Linked DNA regions of Mus musculus: regions 1, 2, 3, 5, 6 and 7 are each linked to region 4. A link is a contact called in public HiChIP or PLAC-seq and promoter capture Hi-C data. All regions are on one chromosome and are shown on one strand. The core of a region is the stretch at or near the end of the contact, and the rest is flanking DNA. Distances in the headings are between cores, read along the strand shown.

What was found. Promoter capture Hi-C pulls out the DNA fragments that hold promoters and counts their contacts. HiChIP or PLAC-seq counts read pairs in DNA pulled down with a chosen protein or histone mark.
Region 1: a contact with region 4 is called in a promoter capture Hi-C map of hippocampal neurons, with 5 times the contacts expected there. The contact joins the enhancer-like site here to the promoter of Zfp202 in region 4. A contact is called at or near these places in 4 of 39 promoter capture datasets (the C10 cell line, cranial neural crest, hippocampal neurons and 1 more) and 2 of 115 datasets of contacts at active chromatin or transcription factors (acute myeloid leukemia and embryonic stem cells).
Region 2: a promoter capture Hi-C map of hippocampal neurons shows a contact between it and region 4, with 5 times the contacts expected there. The contact joins the enhancer-like site here to the promoter of Zfp202 in region 4. A contact is called at or near these places in 5 of 39 promoter capture datasets (embryonic stem cells, hippocampal neurons, liver and 2 more) and 2 of 115 datasets of contacts at active chromatin or transcription factors (embryonic forebrain and embryonic stem cells).
Region 3: a contact with region 4 is called in an H3K27ac HiChIP or PLAC-seq map of embryonic stem cells, with 12 times the contacts expected there. The contact joins the promoter of Ccdc15 here to the promoter of Zfp202 in region 4. A contact is called at or near these places in 3 of 39 promoter capture datasets (the C10 cell line, cranial neural crest and liver) and 1 of 115 datasets of contacts at active chromatin or transcription factors (embryonic stem cells).
Region 5: an H3K27ac HiChIP or PLAC-seq map of embryonic stem cells shows a contact between it and region 4, with 12 times the contacts expected there. The contact joins the promoter of Robo4 here to the promoter of Zfp202 in region 4. A contact is called at or near these places in 5 of 39 promoter capture datasets (cranial neural crest, embryonic stem cells, hippocampal neurons and 2 more) and 1 of 115 datasets of contacts at active chromatin or transcription factors (embryonic stem cells).
Region 6: a promoter capture Hi-C map of pre-B cells shows a contact between it and region 4, with 2.4 times the contacts expected there. The contact joins the promoter of Tmem218 here to the promoter of Zfp202 in region 4. A contact is called at or near these places in 5 of 39 promoter capture datasets (hematopoietic stem and progenitor cells, hippocampal neurons, liver and 2 more).
Region 7: a contact with region 4 is called in a promoter capture Hi-C map of hippocampal neurons, with 5 times the contacts expected there. The contact joins the promoter of Msantd2 here to the promoter of Zfp202 in region 4. A contact is called at or near these places in 14 of 39 promoter capture datasets (the 3T3-L1 cell line, 3T3-L1-derived adipocytes, the C10 cell line and 10 more) and 1 of 115 datasets of contacts at active chromatin or transcription factors (astrocytes).

Annotation. Positions count from the first base shown.
Region 1 is chr9:37,543,254-37,545,972 of GRCm38.p6, reverse strand. Vsig2 (V-set and immunoglobulin domain containing 2) reads right to left here. Exons shown (of 7, transcript NM_020518.2): 7 at 1,768-1,963. The coding sequence ends at 1,831. Nrgn (neurogranin) reads left to right here. Exons shown (of 4, transcript NM_022029.2): 2 at 1-25; 3 at 256-273; 4 at 642-1,480. The coding sequence ends at 20. Among named protein-coding and RNA genes, the nearest start is that of Vsig2, 5.4 kb to the right of the region's middle. Within about 2 kb of position 1,337, at least 100 of the 459 cell types and tissues checked have an H3K27ac peak or open chromatin away from gene starts, as enhancers often do. A contact at or near this core is called in embryonic stem cells, where this site is marked.
Region 2 is chr9:37,517,755-37,520,845 of GRCm38.p6, reverse strand. Msantd2 (Myb/SANT-like DNA-binding domain containing 2) reads right to left here. Exons shown (of 4, transcript NM_146222.2): 3 at 2,059-2,119. Among named protein-coding and RNA genes, the nearest start is that of Esam, 8.8 kb to the left of the region's middle. Within about 2 kb of position 1,720, at least 10 of the 459 cell types and tissues checked have an H3K27ac peak or open chromatin away from gene starts, as enhancers often do. A contact at or near this core is called in hippocampal neurons, where this site is marked.
Region 3 is chr9:37,346,534-37,349,647 of GRCm38.p6, reverse strand. Ccdc15 (coiled-coil domain containing 15) reads left to right here and starts at 1,291. Exons shown (of 16, transcript NM_001081429.2): 1 at 1,291-1,614; 2 at 1,725-1,910. The coding sequence starts at 1,731.
Region 4 is chr9:40,190,927-40,193,743 of GRCm38.p6, reverse strand. It overlaps Zfp202 (zinc finger protein 202), which reads right to left and starts at 1,428. Exons shown (of 7, transcript NM_030713.2): 1 at 1,307-1,428.
Region 5 is chr9:37,400,474-37,403,342 of GRCm38.p6, reverse strand. It overlaps Robo4 (roundabout guidance receptor 4), which reads right to left and starts at 1,371. Exons shown (of 18, transcript NM_001309390.2): 1 at 1,192-1,371; 2 at 456-788; 3 at 34-191. The coding sequence starts at 1,261.
Region 6 is chr9:37,206,689-37,209,535 of GRCm38.p6, reverse strand. It overlaps Tmem218 (transmembrane protein 218), which reads right to left and starts at 1,313. Exons shown (of 4, transcript NM_025464.3): 1 at 1,131-1,313.
Region 7 is chr9:37,487,583-37,490,748 of GRCm38.p6, reverse strand. It overlaps Msantd2 (Myb/SANT-like DNA-binding domain containing 2), which reads right to left and starts at 1,428. Exons shown (of 4, transcript NM_146222.2): 1 at 916-1,428. The coding sequence starts at 1,425.

The DNA of each region.
Region 1 (2,719 bases), core at 88-2,587, 2.6 Mb after region 4:
GCGGCCCCAGCGGAGACTAGGCCAGGTGAGGCTGCCTGGAGTGCTTCGCAGGCGGGAGGTTCTCATCTTCCAGGCCTGCTTGGAAAAAGCTGGGGAAGTCTAAGGTTGGGCTGGGAGTGGAGAAGATGGTGAAGGTAGTTAAGGGTGGGGACCTAGACTACTCAGACAAGTAGGTGGGAGAAGGCCAAGGATGCTGATTTGCCAAGAGCTAACCTGTTTCTCCCTTCCTCTTGTCTGCTTCATCTTGGACCGAAGAGCTGAACGTTTTAGAAGGTAACCAAAGCAGCAGAGTTTGTAGGGGAGTAGGCTGGGTGGGAGAAATGACCCAGTTCCCTAGTCCTTCTCTCTGCTAGCCCTGAACCCCTCCTGGCTAAGGAACATAACTTTGCAGGCCTCTGGTATGTCCAGACGCCTGAGGCTGCGGCAGGGACACACTTGGACCAACACGTACACACAGTCACCCTCATTTGACTGCACAAGCTCGGCCGAGGGTCATGAGCACAGGGAGCCTCACTCACGTAGTTGCCCTGGGGCACACATCAGCTCAGTGAGTCAGGGAGGGGGTCTGGATGACACTCCCCGAAAGGGAGAGGGAAATGGTACCAGCGGAAGGCAGATTCTCAGACCTTCTCTTTCCTCAGTTCCAGAGGAGAGTCGGATGCCGCGTCCCCTTCGCAGTGACAAGACTTCCCTACTGTGTTTGTGAGCCCCTCCTTCCCACCAACCAGCCAGCTTCAGGAGCCCCCCCCCTCCCCCCGCCGCGTCCCAGAGACTCCCTCTCCCAGGCTGGCTTCGTCTTGGCGTAGCCAAGTCCGTGCCCTTTTTAGCTCTTCAGTCTAACGTGGTCTCCTTTTGCCTTTTCTCCCCACCCTCGTCCCAAACCCCATACTCCCAAAAATGTCCTTTTGCTTCACGCCCACCTGTCCACGCGCCCAGCATGCAGCTCTGCCTCCGCAGCCTCGGTGCGCTTCGCTGCGCGTACTGCAGAGGGCGCCCAATGCGTCGCCCAAATACTCTCAAAAAAAGAAAGAAAAAAAGAAAAAGAAAGAAAGAAAAAAAAAAGCAACCACCAAGTCCTTTCGTTCTGTGGGCAACGAAAGGGGGCGCCCGCGTCTTTCCACCCTAGCCTAACCTCAACCTCCTAAACCTGGGGCTAGGAAAGAGGGGAGGAGGTTTTCATGGTTATCTGATAATTTCCCTTGCTCAAATGGAAAGTGAAGTCCTATCCCATACCTGCCTGTCACCCTCTTTTTTCTTGAAAACGCACCCTGAGAGCAGCCCCTCCCGCTCTTCTTTGTTTATGCAAAAGCCTCCTGAGCGCCTGGAGGCTCCGGCAGGAGGAGACTTCCGCAGCCCCGCCCCATGATAGCCTCTCCCCCGTTGGGCTCCTGGGGTTGTGGCTGGAAGGTTTTTAATCTCTGCGTGTGCATGTTACCATACTGGGTTGGAATGTGAATAATAAAGAGGAATGTCTAAGTGTACAGAGGGGTGCAGGGTGGGGGGCGGGAGGGAATGGGAAGTAGGGGGAGCAGGGTTTGCATAAGGCCACTAACGGAAGCCGGAACAAATCTCATTTAGTCAAACCAAAACTCAGAGACCAGGCGTGGGGTAAAAGAGTAGGAGCTATACAAAGACACCTAGGTTGAAGCCTATCCCTTTGACCCAGCCGGAACTTCCCAAGGCAGCACGGTCTCCGGGATTTCAAATTCATTCCTTCCCTTATTGATAGCACTCTTTGAAGAGGAATTCACCACTAGAAAGGAGAACGAGGTGGCATGGTTTAGGCTTTAATTATTAACATGGACGCTCACCACCCTCAGCGATCAGAAGTCAGACAACCATAGAGAGTTTGGACTTAGTGGTGGTCATGGTGCTGGCACATGGAGACTTCTCCAGGAGCTCTTTGCTATGATCGGCTCTCATAGAAGCTTGCTCAAAAACCCCAGGAGCGGTTGCATCCTCCCTGAAGGGTACAAGCAAAGTCACACAGAGGCTAGAAACATCCCTTAGGCAACTGTCATCCTCTAACTCAGGGACATGTAAATTTTGCTGTCCTGAGAATCATCTGTAGAACTTTGTTTAAAATGAAGGGAATCCAGGCCGGTCTCACCACTGACACACACACTTTGCCTTTGGAGGCATAGAAATTGGCCTAAATCTGAGTGTTTAAAGAAGTTACTGGTGGGTTTGTCTAGTCATCTGAAGACCACATTTTAAGACATGTCCTGGGAGTTGAGGAGGTGGCTCAGTGGGGAAAGTGCTTTGCTTCTAAGCAGGAAGACCTTAAATCAAACCCCCAAGAATTATCATAAAATATATCAGACACAAGTCATGGATCTCTGGGGTTCACTTGGCATCTAGCTCACTTGACCAGCTCCAGCTCAGTGAAAAATGACTCCAAAAAGTTGTTCTCTTACTTCCACATGGGTGACAGAGAACATATGCTCTTCCATACATGCACAGTAGGAACATGCAATATTAATAAACTACAATAAGTAAAAATAAGAGAGATGGCCTTCCTAAAAAGGTCAAGTTATCCTCTGTCCACATACTCACACACTCAACCTGTACAAACATATACACACGTGTACATTTGTGTACATGCACACACACACACACAAGAAATGATCAGGTATGATGGTGCTTGGGGAGCAAAAACATAAGGATTTCTGTGAGTTTGAGGCCAACCTAGTCTACACAGAGAGTTCCAGGCTAGCCA
Region 2 (3,091 bases), core at 471-2,970, 2.7 Mb after region 4:
AGTCAGAAGAGGATGAAGTCTCCCTCCTCCCCTACCACTCTCAGCTGTGTTCTTTTGAGAAAGTGTCTCTCGATGAACCTGGAGCTTTCATGGTTTGAGTGGGTAGGCAGCCACTAACCCAAAGATCCTCCTGGTTCCATCTCTGTCAGCTTTACAGGAGCGAATGGCCATGGCCATTTTTGGCAGAGGTACTGGGACCTGAACTCATATCCGCATGCTTTTACATGAGGTGCTCCTAACACTGAGACATCTCTCCATGTTTTATTAATCTCAAGGAGGAATACACTAGGAGATGGAGGAGAGTGAAGAATTGTGTTCATCTTGCTCACTGATGTATTTTAATGCCTTACATACAGCAGACACTTAGAAAACAAAAGTTAATGAAACAAGATTGGGGAATAATCTTAATGAAGCATGGATTAGTCAGTAAACTAATCACATAGATGCTGGGGAGGGGGCAGGTGGGGAAGGAAGGAGAAAACCAAATAAAACCCAACCCACTACCCAGATCAAGATATCTGTATTTTATTTGATACTTCATTTTCTGAGCAAGTCAGACACTACAGAGAATCTCAGAAGTGCCAGACTGAGGTACAAATGGCCAACTGGAAGCTCTTCAGATCCTCTCACTCCTTAGTGAGCTGGCACCAGAGAAAAAGCACACCAGAGTTCTGCTGGACTCAGCACGACAGTGTTTCAGAAGCTTGGAACAATTTGGCACCATACTTATTTGAGTAGTTCCTGAAAACTGCCCACTTCCCGGGTTCTGAAGATCCAATGCCAAAAAAGGTTCCAGGGTTTAAGGCTAGTGGCAACTCTGTGATGGGTCTATACCTAGTTACATCAAATGACCATGTCCTGAAGATCCCAAGTGGCTATGTGGGAGACATAGGGCACTTTAGTTACAAAGCAGAGGCATTTTTGGAGAGTGAGGAATTTAAAAGTATGGATTTAAAAATCACTTTAAAAATCATTTGCCAGGGCTAGTGAGATGGCTCCGAGGGCAGAGCCCTTGCTATGTAAGCCAGATGACTCGAGTTCAATCCTTGGCCCCATGTAAAGGTGAGAGAGCCTGTGACCCCCATAAATGCACTGTAGCCAGCATGTGCAATGAGAATTAAGTTAAGCTACCGGTTTTCCTTCCTGTCTACTTTGATGTCACTATTTCAAAAAGGTAACTACCTCCTCTCAGTAAGAGTTGGCTTTGCGTTTGCTGATTTGTGTCACATCCTGCTTTTGAAGAGGACTAGGGGACACTTTCTTATTCCTGAATACTCACCCTTTCCCCAGGTACAGGATTACTCAACACCACTGGGGACTCTTTCATTTAAAGACACACTGCAAAGAAAGACTTGCCGCGCTAGCTTGCTGAGCTGACTTGCCTTCCTGCGGTTATTAGCTAGCTATCTGCAGCCTGTCTTCTCCTCTGTCTAGCAAATTTCAAGTCACATTGTGGAATGCATCACACAAGTCACGTGTGCTAAGAATCCAATGTTACCAGGAAGAAAAATGAGTGGTGCTCTTCATTTAGCCCCGAACTTCATCTTTTAGTCTTTTTAATGGCGTTGATATGGAACTCATTTAAAGCCACTAAAAAGAACTGTGGATCTAACAGATGGCGTTAACTCTTTGGGGGAGAACAACAGTTGGGCTAGCGACAGGCTCTATCCTGAATATTCTCAGTGTGTCTTCCAGGAGCTGTTCTCTACGTGTGTAAGTAGGTCACCTAAGAGCTTCCTTTCTGGTTCTCAAACTGTAATAAAAGAATTTAAACATCCCCTTGGCCCTCCTACCATTTCGCCCAGCCCCATGTAAATCCAAGCGCTGTGGCTCATCTTGTCTTTAGTAAGCATGTAGAAATGCAAACTACACAAGGAAACACACATCTTCATGGAACAATCGCTCCTTCCTCCTGTATGGAACATTCAGCGGTTCAGGTCCCCAATGCTGAAGACTGAGCAGAAATGCACTCATGCTCTGTATCATGCCTAGCGACCCATGATCCTCCCAGGTCACTAGATTTAGACACATTGGTAAAAAAATGGAGCATCTACTTACTGTGCCTCTTCAGAAGACTCTTGTTTTATTTTTAACGTTCTCTTTGAAACTGGCATTTCATCTGAAAAACAAAGAATTGTAAAACAAATTATATTTTCCTAAGTGGTGGTATACATTTATGTGAATAAGTAGCTCTATTTACTGCCTGTTCTGTACTTCCTTTATCCTGGTGTCTAACACTGTCCCATACCAGATTTAAAAATGTAACTTTATATAATGAGATGCAAACATTTATATGCAAGATCAGAAACCAGGTTCCACAAGCATAAAACTCTTCAAGGTCACCAGTGGATTTCAAGCGAGGAGCTTAAAGCTTAATTTCGATGCAAACATGATTTTAAAAGAACAAGAATGGAAATGATTCTGCCCTATTTAGGTTTCCTATGTAGGTTTTACAGGGTAAGTAATTATTCCCCCAAATACAAGGATCAGCATATTCTGCGTTTCTCACAGCCTGGGGACTTAACTCTTCACAGCAAACAGGGCTATGATGCACTGCCGTTGCTCAGGCCGTAAAAAGACAAGATCATTTAGCATCTATTCTTATTCTTCAAATCTGCATATTCTTTTACATATGGCTAATAATCTTAACAATTTGAGGGCCTCTTTCCTTTTCCCTTCTAACATTTGGAAGAAATTAAAGCAGCATTAATATAGAAAATACAATAATATCTCAGTTCTTTTCTCCATTTCTCTGTCATTGGCAGGATCTCTGTATTTTTTTCCCTTAAGCAAGGGAAGCAAATTTACACTGCCAATCCTGCCTGAACTTTCTCAGCGGCACCTGAGCACTTCACTAGGCGGAAGGGCATTTCCTACTAAAACTCATTACACAACTTGCTGCTGATGTACACAGGCTATAGCTAAAACCTGATCAATACTTCCCAAATAAGAAACTGGAGCACTTGACATACAGGGATACAAGCAAACAAAAACTACATGTAGCCTCTTAATTGGACCAGTGTGGATTTAAAGAAGTTGGGCCAAGAGTCAGTGCTCTCAGCAGGAAATCTTAGTGCTACAAAGAACAGAC
Region 3 (3,114 bases), core at 42-2,541, 2.8 Mb after region 4:
GGAGATCCCATTAAAAGCTGTGAAACAATCAACTATATACCTAAAACCCTCCCTTGAAGAGTATAAAGGCTTGTTCTATGATCATATATAGTTTCTGTTTAAAAGTAGACTAGTTAAAAAAAGTTGGCAGGGTATATAGTTCTTGACCAGCATGTATGAAGCCCTGGGCTTAACTTCCAGTACTGAGTAAAATGAAATACAAACAAAACTCAAAGATCAACTTCAATTGCCCTAGTGATGTCTTCTCTGGAAATGTCCTATCAATGTCAGTGTAAATTCTCCAATGGATTTTAAATTCTCCAAACAAGGGATCTTTGTTCACTGGGAGTATCTGGAGTAACCAGAAAACATACTGATATATAAAATGCTTGCAATAAGGTATGTTGAAGTAAAGCAGGGTGACACGTGCCTGTAACGGCAGCCATTGGGAAGGCTAAGGCAGGAGGATTGCAAGTTCGAGGCCTGGGCTACACAGTGAGTTCAAGTCCAGCATGGGCAACTTAGTGAGACCCTAACTTAAAAGCAAAATTATTAAGGCAGCTAGGGTTTCCACTGCTGCACTTGCCTAGAATGCCAGAGGCCCTTGGTTCAACCCCCAGCACGAATATACACCTTGAGTAAAATGAGTGTATGTCTTTTGGGTTTAATGAAATATCCCAAGCATTGTTTGGAGTGAGTTGTGATGGTCACACACAAGAACATGTCAAAGGTAATCACGAAATAGCGTTGTAAACCTTAGGGGCTGCATAAAAGCGCAGTCTGGTTGATTGTTGGCTTGGTTTGCTTCTCAAGGATCCACTGGCAACATGTTCTTGCCCAGTGGTTCTCAACCTTCCTAATACTGCGACTCTTTAATACAGTTCCTTATGTTGTGGTGACCTACAACCATAAAATTTGGGTGCGACTTCATAACTGTAATTTTGCTCCTGCTATGAACTGTAATGTAAAATATCTCATTGCAGGATATCTGATATGCGACCCCCAGAGGTAGCGACCCTTAGGTTGAGAACTGCTCTGTCTATTCCCGAGATTTCCTCAGCGGTGAACGCTTACTCGCCTGTTCATCATGTCAGACCTCTCACTTCGAGATTTGAGAAGACTACAGCGCCAGTATCCAAAGAGAGGCCGAGTCTAAGCTCGCTGCCGGATTCAACAACCCGCTCTAGTCCTCCCCAACCAAAGGGCAGGAAGCGGAAGTGACGTAATCCCCGCGCTCGGATTCCCGCCTCCCCAGCCCAAGACGGGTGACAAATGCGGAAGAGGCAGGGCAGGCGTGGGCCCCGGGGTGGCAGTTTGCTGTTTGTCCTTTGCGTAGCAGCCCGCGGAGTTTGAGTCTGTGTGTGAGACGGACCGGATCGCGGCAGGCTCCAGGCTTCACAGGTCTCCTATCCAACTGTTGGAGCCTCACAGGACCCCGCTTTCCTGGCCGGGCTTCAGACGCCCCCCACCTCCTGTGCCCAGGCTTCTTAAGACCCCCGGCTCCTGCCCGGGCCTTAGACTCCCCTCCAGCCCCATGCCGTGGGCCGGCGCTTTTCCACCCGCGGTCATCTCAGACTCAAGCCCTGCCCTTAGCGCCCGCCTATGCTCACCTCTGGGCAGGCTTTCATCTCCCAAGTAAATCCTTGTTTTTTCGTCCTCTCATCTCCGTTCCTTCTAGAAAGTAATTTTTACGCCTTTCCCCCTTGTCTTAAGCCTTGTCCCTCTTTCTCTTTTCTTCTAACCAGAAGTCAATGCCAGGAGGTATGGCGCCCCTCAAGAAGCCTCGGAATCCCACAAAATTGCCCCTGGCTTTAAATCCCACGAAGAGCAAGGACGTTTTGGCAGTGCTGGCTGAGAGGAACCAGGCCATAATACCAGTTGGGGCTTGGGTGGAACCTGCCTCACCAAATTGGTCGGGAATTCCAGCACATGTGAGTGTCAGTTGACCCGGTTACTGTGATCGCTGCCAGCCCTTTTTATTAGCCTTCTCTAAATTTTTGGTACTTAAAGAAAGATGAACTGCTGGAGGATGCTGTTTCCATTCTGATACAGGTTATATTCTTGCGTCAAAATTATACAACAATGATGTGTTTTCCAAAACTTGCTTCATCTTTGGTTGACACAATCAAATATTAACTTAGTTCTTACTACATACCAGCAAGTAGGCTAGTTTACTTCACAAACATGGTTGTTTGCTGTGAATGGCATAGGTACTGTGTACAATTTCCCGACACTGTAACATAAGAAGAATGACAGTTGGTCACTCTTCAAATGTTAAGTAGTTGCTCAGAGTTTATAAGTTTTTAAATGCAGATCCAGGCAAAATGAAAATAAGAAAATAAAAGAAAGAGGTTAATCCTGATAGACTCTGAGGAAGTTGTAAATTCCACGGGGCCAAGGAACTTCTTGTTTATTTTTGTTTTTGGGGTAAACTAGGTCCTTAGGATGTAGTTGTTGAACGAATGAGGAACTATGGTCATTGTCTGTGAAGGAATAGAAATGCTGTACACTCAGGGTAGAAGCATTTCAGATGAAGAAATGCCCTTTCAAAAGTTTACACATGTAAATATTTGATTTAATTTAATTTAATTTTTGATTTAATTTAATTTAATTTAATTTAATGTAAATATTTGATTTATTTACACATGTAAATATTTGATATTTGATTGTAAATATTTGATGTAAATATTTGTTAGTATTTGCTAACAAATGAGAGTGGTTTTGCTAGTTTTTTTTGGCTTTATTTAGTATTTTTTCTTTCTTTTTTTAATTAATTAATTAATTAATTTATTTTTATTACATATTTTCCTCAATTACATTTCCAATGCTATCCCAAAAGTCCCCCATACCCTCCCCCCCTCTTTTTTTTTTTTTTTAAAGACTTATTATTTGTAAGTACACTGTGGCTGTCTTCAGACACCCCAGAAGAGGGCATCAGATCTCATTACAGATGGTTGTGAGCCACTATGTGGTTGCTGGGACTTGAACTCAGGACCTTCAGGAAGAGCAGTCAGTGCTCTTAATCACTAAGCCATCTCTCCAGCCCACAGTTGTTTAGTATTTCAACAAACTGTTCCTTAGCTTTTTGTTCAAATTTTATTGTGCATAGGGAGTAAGTCACGTTCCACACCCCTT
Region 4 (2,817 bases), core at 179-2,678:
TTGAGTGGTATAGTCACCACACCTGTATATTCTGAAACGACAGGAGTCCCTCAATAGTGATGTAGGTCTTGCAGTGGCCTTGGAATGACTGTCTCCTGCAATTATACAGGTAGAATGCAAAGGGTGTGTACATAGGAGACAGGAGGAAAGGTCAGCAGCTGTCTTAGAAGAAAAATGTACTGCCTTCCTCCTAACCCTTTTATGTTAGGCAGCAATAGCAGAAAGTGACTCAAGATATTTGATGGCCTCCAAATATCCCACTGTCACTTGCTTCTCCTAGCAAGCTTCTCACAGCCATCCTGACACTTCATTGAAACTGTTTTCTGGATTAAGGTCCATGGGGCTGCTTCAAAGAAAAAGCTGCACAGAGAGATGCCTTGTGACTTCGTTGCCCCAAGCTTTCCCTACTGCCTTTCACCTGTAGACTATGGACAGAATAACCTGACAGCAAAACCCTAGATGTGGCACTCCTAACCACGACCAAGACGATAAGCTGGACCTAGAGATCTCCCTTTGGGGAGTTCTGCACAGAGAAAAGACAGCGCTATCCATGTGTAGAATACGAGACAGCCACAGCCCAGGGGAAAGTGTGTGAGAGGACCAGGTCGGCCATGGAATAAAAAACTAGCAAACTTTCAGTCCACTATGGAAAGTCCCGCAGATGGTGAGATGAGCTGGAGAAGAGGTCCCCGAGCTGGTTGTCAGGGGTAGGAAGAAAGAAGTTCAGACAGTGCAGACAGTAGCCTCTAGCTCTACAGGGAAGTTCTGAGCCTGTCACTAAGCCAGGTGAGAGCCACACGCTAGACGGCCAAGGACTGGCAAGGATCACAGGTGATAAGATCGCATGTGAAGGGGGCGGGGTTCGCTGGGAAGGAGGGAAGGCAAAACCTGCAGGGAGGGCTCTGGAGCAATGTGCGATGCAGAGTGAAAAGTCTGAAGAGAGGGGAAGGTGGGCGTCAAGGGGCCTAGGCTACACCCCACTGGCTTCTAGCGCACCGGAGCGGTTGGTATGGACGCAATCCGAGGGGCACAGTGCATGTCCGCAGGCCCCCAGAGGGGGCGGAAGGAGGTGGCTGGGCAGAGAAGCCTGGAGTGCCACCCTTGTCTCCGGACGTCCCGGCTCTGGCCGCGAGGAGGTGACATGGTTACAACGCCCAGGCCGCGGGGACCCCGCCGCCACCCCTTCCCTGGCAGGCGCTGTCCCCCGGCGCCGGGGGGGCGGGGTCTGCTGCCCCTCCCAATGCTCCTGCCCTTCCCTCCCCGCCCGCTGCGGTGCCCGCTCGCCGGCCAGGTCCCCGACACTCACGTCTCCCGCGGCTCCGGCGGCTCCTCCCCTGCCCGGTGCTCCCCCACCCACTCCCGGCCGAAAGAGCCGAGCGGGATCCGAGTCGCGCGGGGCCCAGCGGGTCGGAACACGTGGGTCCTCTGCGCCCGGAACCGGAAGCGACCACTCGCCCCACCTCCAAGGGGTGCTGGAGCCTGTCTAGGCTGTAGGAGGTTTGGTCCACTCGTTGTGTTCCTGTTGGTCGAAGCCTGGGGCTTCTCCAGTGAGACCCATGCCGGGAAGCATTCCCTGGACTGCTGCCCTCTATGGCCAGTCCCCTTTGCGGCAAACCCATCACCTTCCTAGGCGTGGTATTCATTGTCCACTTCCTACAGGGTTTTGTTTTCATCTTTCATGTTGGTTTTGGTATCTACATCTCCACAAGAGAATCCCCTCCTTCCCACGCAGTTTTCTTTTCCTTCAAGCATGGAAGAATAAAAAAAGAAAGGTTTAGATTTGAATGCTGGCTCCTTCATGCACAGCTGTTGCCGGGCCGCCAGAACATCTGCCTGTCAACTCTGTCCGTCTTGAAAAAACACAAACTGTTGGTCTTAGAACTAAAAACTGGAAGGTAGACTGAAGCTCAGTAAGGAAATGGTGGTGTTGTCTATTAACCTTTGTGTGCTATTTTGGTGCCTCTTTGCCACTGTCTTCCCTGATCTAAGTTGTTCATTTTTGTCTTTGTCCCTAACACTTCTATAGTCCATCTTGCCCTGAATGTCACATGGTGACATGTGCAAGTCTTCTCCTTTCAGCCATTTCTTGAAAACCGTTTCCGTTCATGGGACAAACTGCTCGAGACTGCTTAGCATACTTTGAACTGGACATGTTAATTGCTTTTGCTAGAGAGGCAGCTGTGTTCTGCAGAGGGTGTTACAACACCCTTGATCAAAGCTTTGTTGAAGCCCCAACTGGAAGACTGTTCTTCGGTCAAAGGAGTGGATGGAGTCTACCTCTAGCCTGGCTGAAGACCGAGCAATCGTGAGATTTAATCCAGTTGTGCCCAGCCAATCACCTGACCACCCCACCAGAATGCAAGTTCACTTAATACCGTGGTAAAAGACATGGGAGTTGGTGACGGTATCCCTTTAATGAGATAGATAATGTACTTTTTCAGAAACCTGATTCTGTTCAGTTCAGGCAGTCAGTGCCAGAATGGGCAGGTCTGTCTGCCCTTCTGAGTCCTGACTAAGGTATACTTTTCCCCTCCTCCTCCTCTTCCTCTTCCTGTTCCTCTTCCCCCTCCTCCTCCCCTTCGTTTTTTTTTTTTTTTTTTTTTTTTTTTTTTTTTTTTTAAATCTTTATCTGAGGACACTGGACAGAGCCAAAGTATGCTTTTTCTGTTACTTGGAGCCTTTCTATTATTTTCTGAAGTATCCCTCCCTCTGCTGCACTATGTGACTGCTTACAATGACAGGTTTGTTTTCTTCCTCTTGTCCATTTTCTTTTTCTAGGCAGGGGCTGAAACTGAAATTTAGTTTGCCTGCTCTGTT
Region 5 (2,869 bases), core at 122-2,621, 2.8 Mb after region 4:
GCAAAGGAGTTCCCAGGATTGGGGTTCACTCACTGTGCGCCTCCCTGGCTGGAGGACCAGGGGTTTCCCGTCTTTCCACCATGAGACCGAGGGTTTTGGGTAGCCCCAGGGAGGACCACACTCAAGAACCAAGCTCTCTCCCACCACGGCCACTGTGTCCCGAGGTTGGATCTGGAAGTCCTCCTGGAGGACTATTGGGAAGTCAGCAAATCAGCAGGAAGCACGTCTACCCACCCTGAGTCCTTCTAACATCCTAACATGGATGGCTTATCCGAACATGCTTACCCAATTCTGCTCTACCACTTCCTTGCCCCTCTATCTCTAGTTTAACCTAGTTCTCCATCCCAAGACCCTCAGTCCCTGCCTCCCTTCACAGACAGACTCTCGTATTTCCCTGGACACAAGCATCTCAGCCTAACTCTGCTTCCCCCTGGGCCTACCCTCCCAAGCCTCACCAGCCACAGACAGCCTAGCACCCCGGCTCACTGCTGTGCCCAGCCGGTTGCTGGCCTCACATGTGTAGACACCCAGGATTGCTGAGAGGATGTTCTGGTCATCTTGTGGCCGTCCCTGGACAGAGGGCCGATGTAACAGGAGGGTCCCATCCGGCAAAAGGTAATGTAGGTCTGGGGTGGCCATGCTGAGGGGCTGCCCATTCAGCAGCCAGCGGATAGTGGGAGGTGGTTGGCCGGATGATCTGCACCTCATCTTGGCTGGGCCAGAGCCCTGAAGTAGCTGGTCCTGGGGGTGAACTAGGATCTGGGGTGGAGAATCCAGAGCCTCACCTCCTAAGAGGGAAAGAGAGACTCCTGTACTGCACCCCTTCTATGTCTTGTGTAGGAATCTGTAGTCTTGTGTAGGCTTATCTTACTGAACATTTATTTCCAAATAAGAAGCTAACTAGGAGGGGAGAAGGTCTGAGTCCATAGGTCAAGATCTGCATAGCTCTTTCTCTGTTGCACGCACACACACACACACACACACTCTCTCTCTCTCTCTCTCTCTCTCTCTCTCTCTCTCTCTCTCTCTCTCTCTCTCAACCCCCATCTTTGTCTCTGATACTTCACTGCTAACTAGAAGAAAGGCACCAGACAACAGAGATGCTCCTTTGTCCTGCTGGCTTTGGATCCAGACCGTGGATCCTGCCATGAATCCAGGAGCGTGGGTTAGGAGAGGGAGGGCCCTACTCACCCATGATGAAAAGCAGCAGCAGAGGCAGAGGCCACTCCGTCCCCAGGAGGCCCGTTCCTCCAGAGCCCATGGCTGCTCTCGGCTCCTCTCCTTGTCCCATACACTTTTGTCCGGTTGTTCTGAGCTCACAGCAGTAAGGGAAGAAAGGGAGGGGTGGGGTGGTGGTAGTTGTTTGTGACTGAGACTCTGTCCCAGTAGGGAAGCAGCTTTGAGGAAACGGATGCTTCCTGCCTGGCCCTCATGCCTTAGAGAACTGGGAGGGGACCAGAGGTGAGAAACTCTCTGACCTCTACACTTCAGCTGTAATCCCCGGGATGCTAACTGCAGGCTAAGGGTTTACTTCATGTCTGAGTTAGGGTTTCTTAAATGAAATCCTCACACTGATCCCAATTGTACCCATACAATCTGCCAACTCCACAGCTCTGTTCAAAGCATATGTTTAATCTTGGTCTCTATCGGCTTTTTCCCATTAGCCAGCCACCTAATAGAGGAGGAGGAAGACCAGAGGTTGAGCCTCAGACATAGGAGTAAGGAGCTGAAGATAGAGTCCAAAGGGCTTACAGGCCAAGAAAGCAAGGGGCACATGGGGGTCAGGAGGTAGCAAGTGTCTATCTCTGGTCCAATCCCCAGGAGCAGGTAGACTGAGTCTTGGGAGGCTAGAAAGTAGGAATGACTCAGAACCTTAAGCTTTGAAAACCCATGGACTAGCTGGGCAGTGGTGGCACACGCCTTTAATCCCAGCACTTGGGAGGCAGAGGCAGGCGGATTTCTGAGTTCAAGGCCAGCCTGGTCTACAGAGTGAGGTCCAGGACAGCCAGGGCTACACAGAGAAACCCTGTCTCAAAAAAGAAAAGAAGAAAAGAAAAAGAAAACCCATGGACTATGTACGCATTTTCATCAAAAGATTTGGAAATGATGTCTGTGGGCTCTTGGGCAGATTCCTTCATCCTCAAAGCCAGTTTTCATACCTGTAAAATGGGGATATTAATAATAGACACCACCTTCAGATCCAGAGTAAAACTGGAATGAGATTAGGCATGAGATAGACTAGGTATGGACACAGGGGTATCACCTGTGTTTTTGTGCACATCCCACCACTGAAACTCTCTGAAGCATCATCAGTGGGATGGGTTCTAGGATTGGGGAAGATGGTCGTAATGAAGCCTTCCAAGGCTGGCCTGGTCTGACACCTGTCTTCTATGGCTACATAGCACACAACCTACACAACAACTAAGCTGACTGTATTGGCTCCTCCCTGAAACCCAGAGAGACTGCCTTCTCCTCAGAGCCCAGCTCCTGTTTACCAGTCTCTTCCTTCCAAATCTGGAATCTCAGCCATTTCCTAGAGCTGTTCACAGAAGGCCAAGGCCAGGCTCTGAGCTTCAGCGGAAAAGCGTGCAGGCTTTGTTCTTCATTGTTCTGGCCAGCTTGTCTGGAGGCCCCTAACACAGCTGACCCTTCTCCCTTCCTCCCCCTCCCTGTTGGGTTTCAGGAACAGCATCAGCCCTAACCACTGGACTTCTGTGCTTCATCTCTTTCTGTCTCCTGAGACAAACTAAGACTGATTAAGACAGGATTAATGGGGGAAAAAAAAAAACCTTAAAAACACTACAGTCTTTACAAACTGAGTGAGTCTGTGGGCTACAGAATAGAAGTGAATAGAGTGACTATAAAAAGA
Region 6 (2,847 bases), core at 64-2,563, 3.0 Mb after region 4:
ATGTCTTGAATTCTTCCTCCACCTAAGGTTGGTTTGACAGCCCCTTTCACCCAATTTCCAGGGGAAAACAAACAAACAAAGAAACAAACATCCTGCACCCTGGGTTCATTGGATGAAAATCCTGCCCACCACCAGGCTGAGGATCTTTGGTTGTTTTTGGTTTTTGAGACAGGGTTTCTTTGTGTACCCTTGGCTGTCCTGGAACTAGATCAGGTTGGCCTCAAACTCAGAGAACTCTCAGCCTCTGTGATTAAAGGCATGGGCCACCTCTGCAAGACAAGCTGAGAATCTTAAGGGAGAAAACTAATACCTGTCTCAGAGGACAGTTTGCTGTCTGGGGCAGATGGAAATTACAGATAAGGCAGTGTGGTGTAAGGCTGCTGGTGGATGATACCTTGCCCGTACCCCAAATTTCAGGACCAAGTCCTTGAACGCAATAGAAATGGTAGGTTACTGGACAGGATTGCCTTTCTGGAGATATCTTTTTTTCCCGGGTAAAGCTTTGTACACTTGGCTAGCCTCGAACTCACAAAGATTTGACTGCCTGTGCCTCCAGCCTGCTGGGACTAAAGATTAACGCCACTACTACGCCCAGCTCTCTTTTTAACTTTTTTTTTTTTTAATTGCTTATTCCAAACCTTCAAAAATAGTTAGAATGGCCTGATGTGGTAGTACACATCTGTCATCCTAGCATTCAAAAGGCTGGGTGGGGCAAGAGGACCGACCATAAGTTTGAGGCCTGCCGGGGATATTGAGCAAGGCCTATCCCCAAAATCAACAAACTGGAGGAGTGAGAGCCTACACTTTTTTTTTTTTTCCTACTTTAGAAACTTCAGCCTCGTTTGGGTTTTAAAACATTAGGCTAATGCCTCCTAATCTTTGTTGGTTAATCACATGCACCTCTGGGCAAAATCAAATGTCACGACCCCTAAAGACCAGGTGACACCTGACTGACAGAAAGAGGGTGCTTCAGCGTCCTGCCCTTTTTACTGGGCAGGCAGCGATTCAGTCTGCAGGGTTCACCACACATCAGCTCCCAGCACCGCAGCTGGGAACACTGGGGACTGAGCAGTAATCCCAGGCCTGCGGCCAGGATGACCTTCGGTGGCCCGCGCGCCTCCCGCCCTCACCTTCCAGGCGTCTGGGGCCAGCCTCCGGTCCTCACCCGGCTCTCAGGTTCCTCACCAGGACTCACCCCTCGCTCTCTGTCCCCTTCATCCAGGCTTTGGTCTACTTTGGACGAATCACAAGTAGGGGCTCATTTAAGAAATTTAAGATGGACCAATCAAAGCCGCCCTTTCAGCACTTAAGGGCGTCCTCAATAGCTGACGTTGGCTGTGGCTCCAGGCAACGCAAAGCGTGGTGGGTGGGTGGTGTGTACGTCAGTCTCCTTTACGTCCTCCCATTGGTCTATATGTACTGTCCTCAGTTTCAATTGGATAGCAATGCTTGTCAATCACACCTTGGTAAGGATTAAACCCTTGGACAACAACGGGAAGACCGTTTAATAGCTTCTTGCTTTCGCGATTGAGATTGCTCCGACCGATCACAGAGAGCTGTTCCGCGGTCTAGACACCAATTCCTGCCCCGCTATCTATCTGATGACCAGTCCGCAGGAGCCTGGGATTGTGGGGACAATCAAATCGGCTTGGCATTTCAGGATCCCTAGAATCCCTCCTGAATTGAATGCAGATCACTAGTTAAAATAACAACACATTCTCCTTACTGGGCCTTATTTTATTGGTAGTTTTTCTTCCTTTAGGTTTTGACATGTACCGACAAGGCAAGGATCAATGAAACCAAGAGACAGACTTGGGAAGAGGCCCGAGGTCACATAAACCCTTTTCCCTTCTTGCCACCCTATACTGGCAGCTGGTCCACATGTGTGGAAGAGTGTTCTTCCCTAACTGCTACCCAGAATGTGTCAAGATTTTGTATGCAGGCTATAGGGTGTCTGATCAAAAGATCAGGCCAGTGAATGGAAACCGGTCAAAGTTTGCATCCTTCGTCGTGCAAGCGTGAAGGGAAAACAAAAGCAATATAAGATTTGTGAACTGCGGTCCTGGAAGCTGTGTCCTTAGACAAAATTGGGCCTGGATGTATTCTATCTGCCTGCTCGACTGCCTGCCTGTCTCTGTGTCTGTCTCTCCCTCTCTCCCTCTCTCCCTCTACTTCTTTCTCTCGTCCCGTCCCTTCTCTCCAGATTCTCACTATGTAACCCTGGCTGTCCTGGAACTCATTATGTCAACCAGGCTGGCCTCGAACTCACAGATGTGTCTGCCTCTGCCTTCCTAGTACTGGTATTGAAGGCATGAGTCACTAGCCTGGCTTTCAGTGCACTCTTTTTCTGAATTATGAATGAAGTGGAGGCTGATTCAGTTTTCTTGACTGTAGAGACCTATAGGTCCTTACCTCTTTAACGACTGAACGTTAGCTGCCTTATTGAGGAGCTATGCTATTGTTACTGTAACTATGTACTATTAGAAACTGAGAGGATACACAAGAAATAAAATGTTACTCTTGTCTTAATGAGTTTTACATAGTTTTGTAATGGCAGGTCAAGGACACAAGGTGTAGATCTAATTTATAGTTAGTTACTCCAGAGGATAGCACACATGAGAACACTTGGATGTTTAAACTTTTATTTCCTGTGTATGCATGTTCTGCCTACATGCTGCATGTGTACCACCTGCATGCACATATCCCTAAAGGTAAGAAGAGGTTGTGCCAGTTTCCATCCCTTTCCAGCAGTCTGTCTAACTATGAACCCATCTAAGGTAATTAACTCACTGATGAGGCCTCAGGATGCAGTCACTCTTAAGCTCATCAGAGCCAGCCTTTGACATC
Region 7 (3,166 bases), core at 179-2,678, 2.7 Mb after region 4:
CAAAGGCAGATACGAAGGCCTAGACAACGCATTAGAAACAGTAAACCGATATGCAGGCTGATGGTAAAATTAACCCACATTAAGCCTCCACATTTAAACATGCTGATGCATAAGGATGGCCAGATGCATACTCGGTTTTACTTGTCCGCATCCGGGCACCCTAACTAAAGCAGAAAAAACCTGGGTGACAAGAGAGGGCTTCCTCAGAATTAGAAGCCTCCTGACTCTCAAGGCAACCTGACTCTGAAAAGATCGCCAGTCCAAATTCCAAAAGAACCTTCAAGCAGACTAACGTTCAAGGTGTCCTCTACTGTCCTCTACCTCCACGATAACAATACACGACCTTTCTTTCACTAAGCCTTTCCAGCTCTCCAAAAGCACCTCAAATCTTGCTAGTCCTTGTATCACCTCAACTGACAAGCAAAGCGACTGACACAAAAGGCCAGCCGTCCCAATGCTCTATTCTTGAAACTTCAGCAAAGGAAAAAAATCTTACACTGGGCGCTCATCCGGCCCTCTGCTACCCTTCCTCAATTCCATCCCAGCTGGAAAGCTTCAGTCTGGGAGCCCCTCTATCTGGGAACAAAGCAGTGCGGGCGACAGCACCCGCGACAGTTGCGGGCCCCGCGCACAATGAGAGAAACTACCAACTTCAGAGCGCAGGAACATCCTCAATTGGCAAGAAAGAGGGGCGGCGGCAGACACGCCCAACTTCAAACTCAGGAAACCTACGGGCTGGCGGCCATCTGGAAAGAAGCGCCCCTTCCCAGGGAGAGAAGAAAGAGGCGGAGCAGACACAAGGGATACCCGGGGCCCGGGAGGGGAGCCCCGCGCTCGGCCCGGCCCCCGCCCCCAGGCCCGTTTCCCCGCCTTCTCTGCCTCTGGTTCGCAGCCCCGGGCAGAGCGGCCGGTTACCTTGATGCGCTCCCGGCACTGGGACGGGGTCCGCTCGTAGCCCAGCTCGGCCAGGGCCCGGGACACGCGCTCGTACATGGCCGGCCCAGGGGCCTTGCTGCCGAATACCGTGCCGGCTCCCTCCAGCTGCTGGTACCGCGCCTCCACCAGCCGCTCGTTGCCCCATACAGCGATGAGCGCGTTCGTCTCTGCCGGCGTCCACGACATACCCCGGCAGGCGGCGGCAGCGGCCGCCGCAGCCCCGCCACTGCCGCCGCCGGGCGAGAAGGAGACCGAGGACGAGGCAGCGCCGCGGCCCCCCAGCCCCAGCCCGAGACCCCCGGACGCCGCGGCCCCCGAGCCCGCCGCGCTGCCGGGCCCGAGAGGGGAGGCTCCCCGAGGCGTGGAAGGGTCGGACAGCGATGGGTTCCCGTCGCTCAGGTCGCCGGGAGACGCCGGGGAAAGCACCTCCATCTTCGGAATTTTGAGCGGCGAGTTGGCGGGCAGCTCCGAGCCACAGGGCGCAGCCATCTTCCAAGCCGCCGCCGCTGCACCGCCCGGAAGTGACGCACCCCTGCATCCGGCCACCGGGGTCTCCGGGGCTGCCCTGGGGCCTGGCTCGGGGCTGAGTGGCTCGCCGCGGTCAGAGGGCCCGGAGGATGTGTCTGGCTGGCCCAAGCAGCCCGCAAATCTTCGCCTTTCCCCTCCAGCCAGCTGGTGCCGGCCGCTCCTCTCCCGGGAGGAGAAGCTGGGACCCGGCGCACCCAAGCTCCGAGCAGAGAAGGGTGGGGGCATGAGGGCGCGGGAGTGAAGGACTGGTTGGAGCCTCCCCACTTCCTTTCCAATCTCAACCCTCACAACAGGGGTGAGGCCCGCGAGGGCCTCGAATTAAGGACGAATTGGCTATTTCTGTTTTCCTGTCTCCGCCCCTGAGCCTATCCTCCCTCTAAGCCCGCCTTTAGGTACGGGAACCGAGGTCCAGACTGGAGACTAGGAAACCCTACAAAGGGTATGTGGAGGAAGGCAAAGCGGGAAGGCTGCTTGCAGTGGTTCTGGACAAGACTTTCGAGAACAGATATGAGTTAGAGTTTGCACGCTTTAGCTTTTCAAGAAACTCAGCCTCTATAGCAACTCTGATTGCACTCACGTGTTCTGCTAGGCAAACACCCTGTCACTGAGCCACACCCACAAGCTTCGTTTCGTTTGTTTTCTTGTTCCTCTGAGTAACTGTGTAGCCAATGATAAAGTAAATGTCTTTCTTGCTTTTATACAGTATCTATAATGGGGACATGAAAGAGCTCCAGAGCCCAGCAGAATAGCTACTCCGGTACCTCAGTCCACTGGGATTTGGGACTGGTTTAAAATTTCCCAGTCAAGTTCAAGGAAATGAAACTGTTCCTGTGACCTAGTAGTAAATTAGCACTCATCACTCACTCCTGAATATTTCCGTAAAGTCTTGAACATTGAAGTATCATATAGCTATAAGATATAACCTTGTTTGTGTGGTATTATTTTGGTTTTTGACACAAGGTTTTTCTGTGTTATCCTGGCTGTCCTGGAACTAAGTCTATAGACCAGGCTGGCCTCAAACTCCGCCTGCCGCCTCTGCCTCTGGAATGTTGGGATTAAAGGCCTGAGCTGCCACCACCACCTAGTCAATTTCCATATTCTTTAAAGCTGGAAATCCTGTTTATCTCAGATCATTAACTTTAAAACCTCAGTAGTGGCAGAAAGATGCCTCAACCAGTACAGGTATTTGCTGCCAAGCCCGCCCAATGACTGAAGACAACCTGCTCTCATGACTTGTTCTTTGACCGTCATACATGGGACATGCCACCCATATCCCCACACTTACACACAAAATTAAACTTCATTTTAAAATGTGTTCGTTTAGTTTTATGTGTATAAACGTTTGCCTATGTGTGTATGTGTGAAGGGGCCTGATGTTGGTAACGGTCAGCAAAAGGCATCAGATCCCTTAGAACTGGAATTACAAGACTTGCAAGCCATCTGCAGGTTCTGAGTCCCTTGTAAGAGTAACTAATGAGTAATCTCTCCAGGCCCCACGCAAGATAATTTAAAAAAAAGGGGGGGGGGGTGTTTGTTTGTTTGTTGGTTGGTTTTGGTTTGTTTTGTTTTGTTTGTTTTTTGTTTTTTCGAGACAGGGTTTCTCTGTTATAGCCCTGGCTGTCCTGGCACTCACTTTGTAGACCAGGCTGGCCTAGAACTCAGAAATCCGCCTGCCTCTGTTTTTTGTTTTTAAAGCAGACTG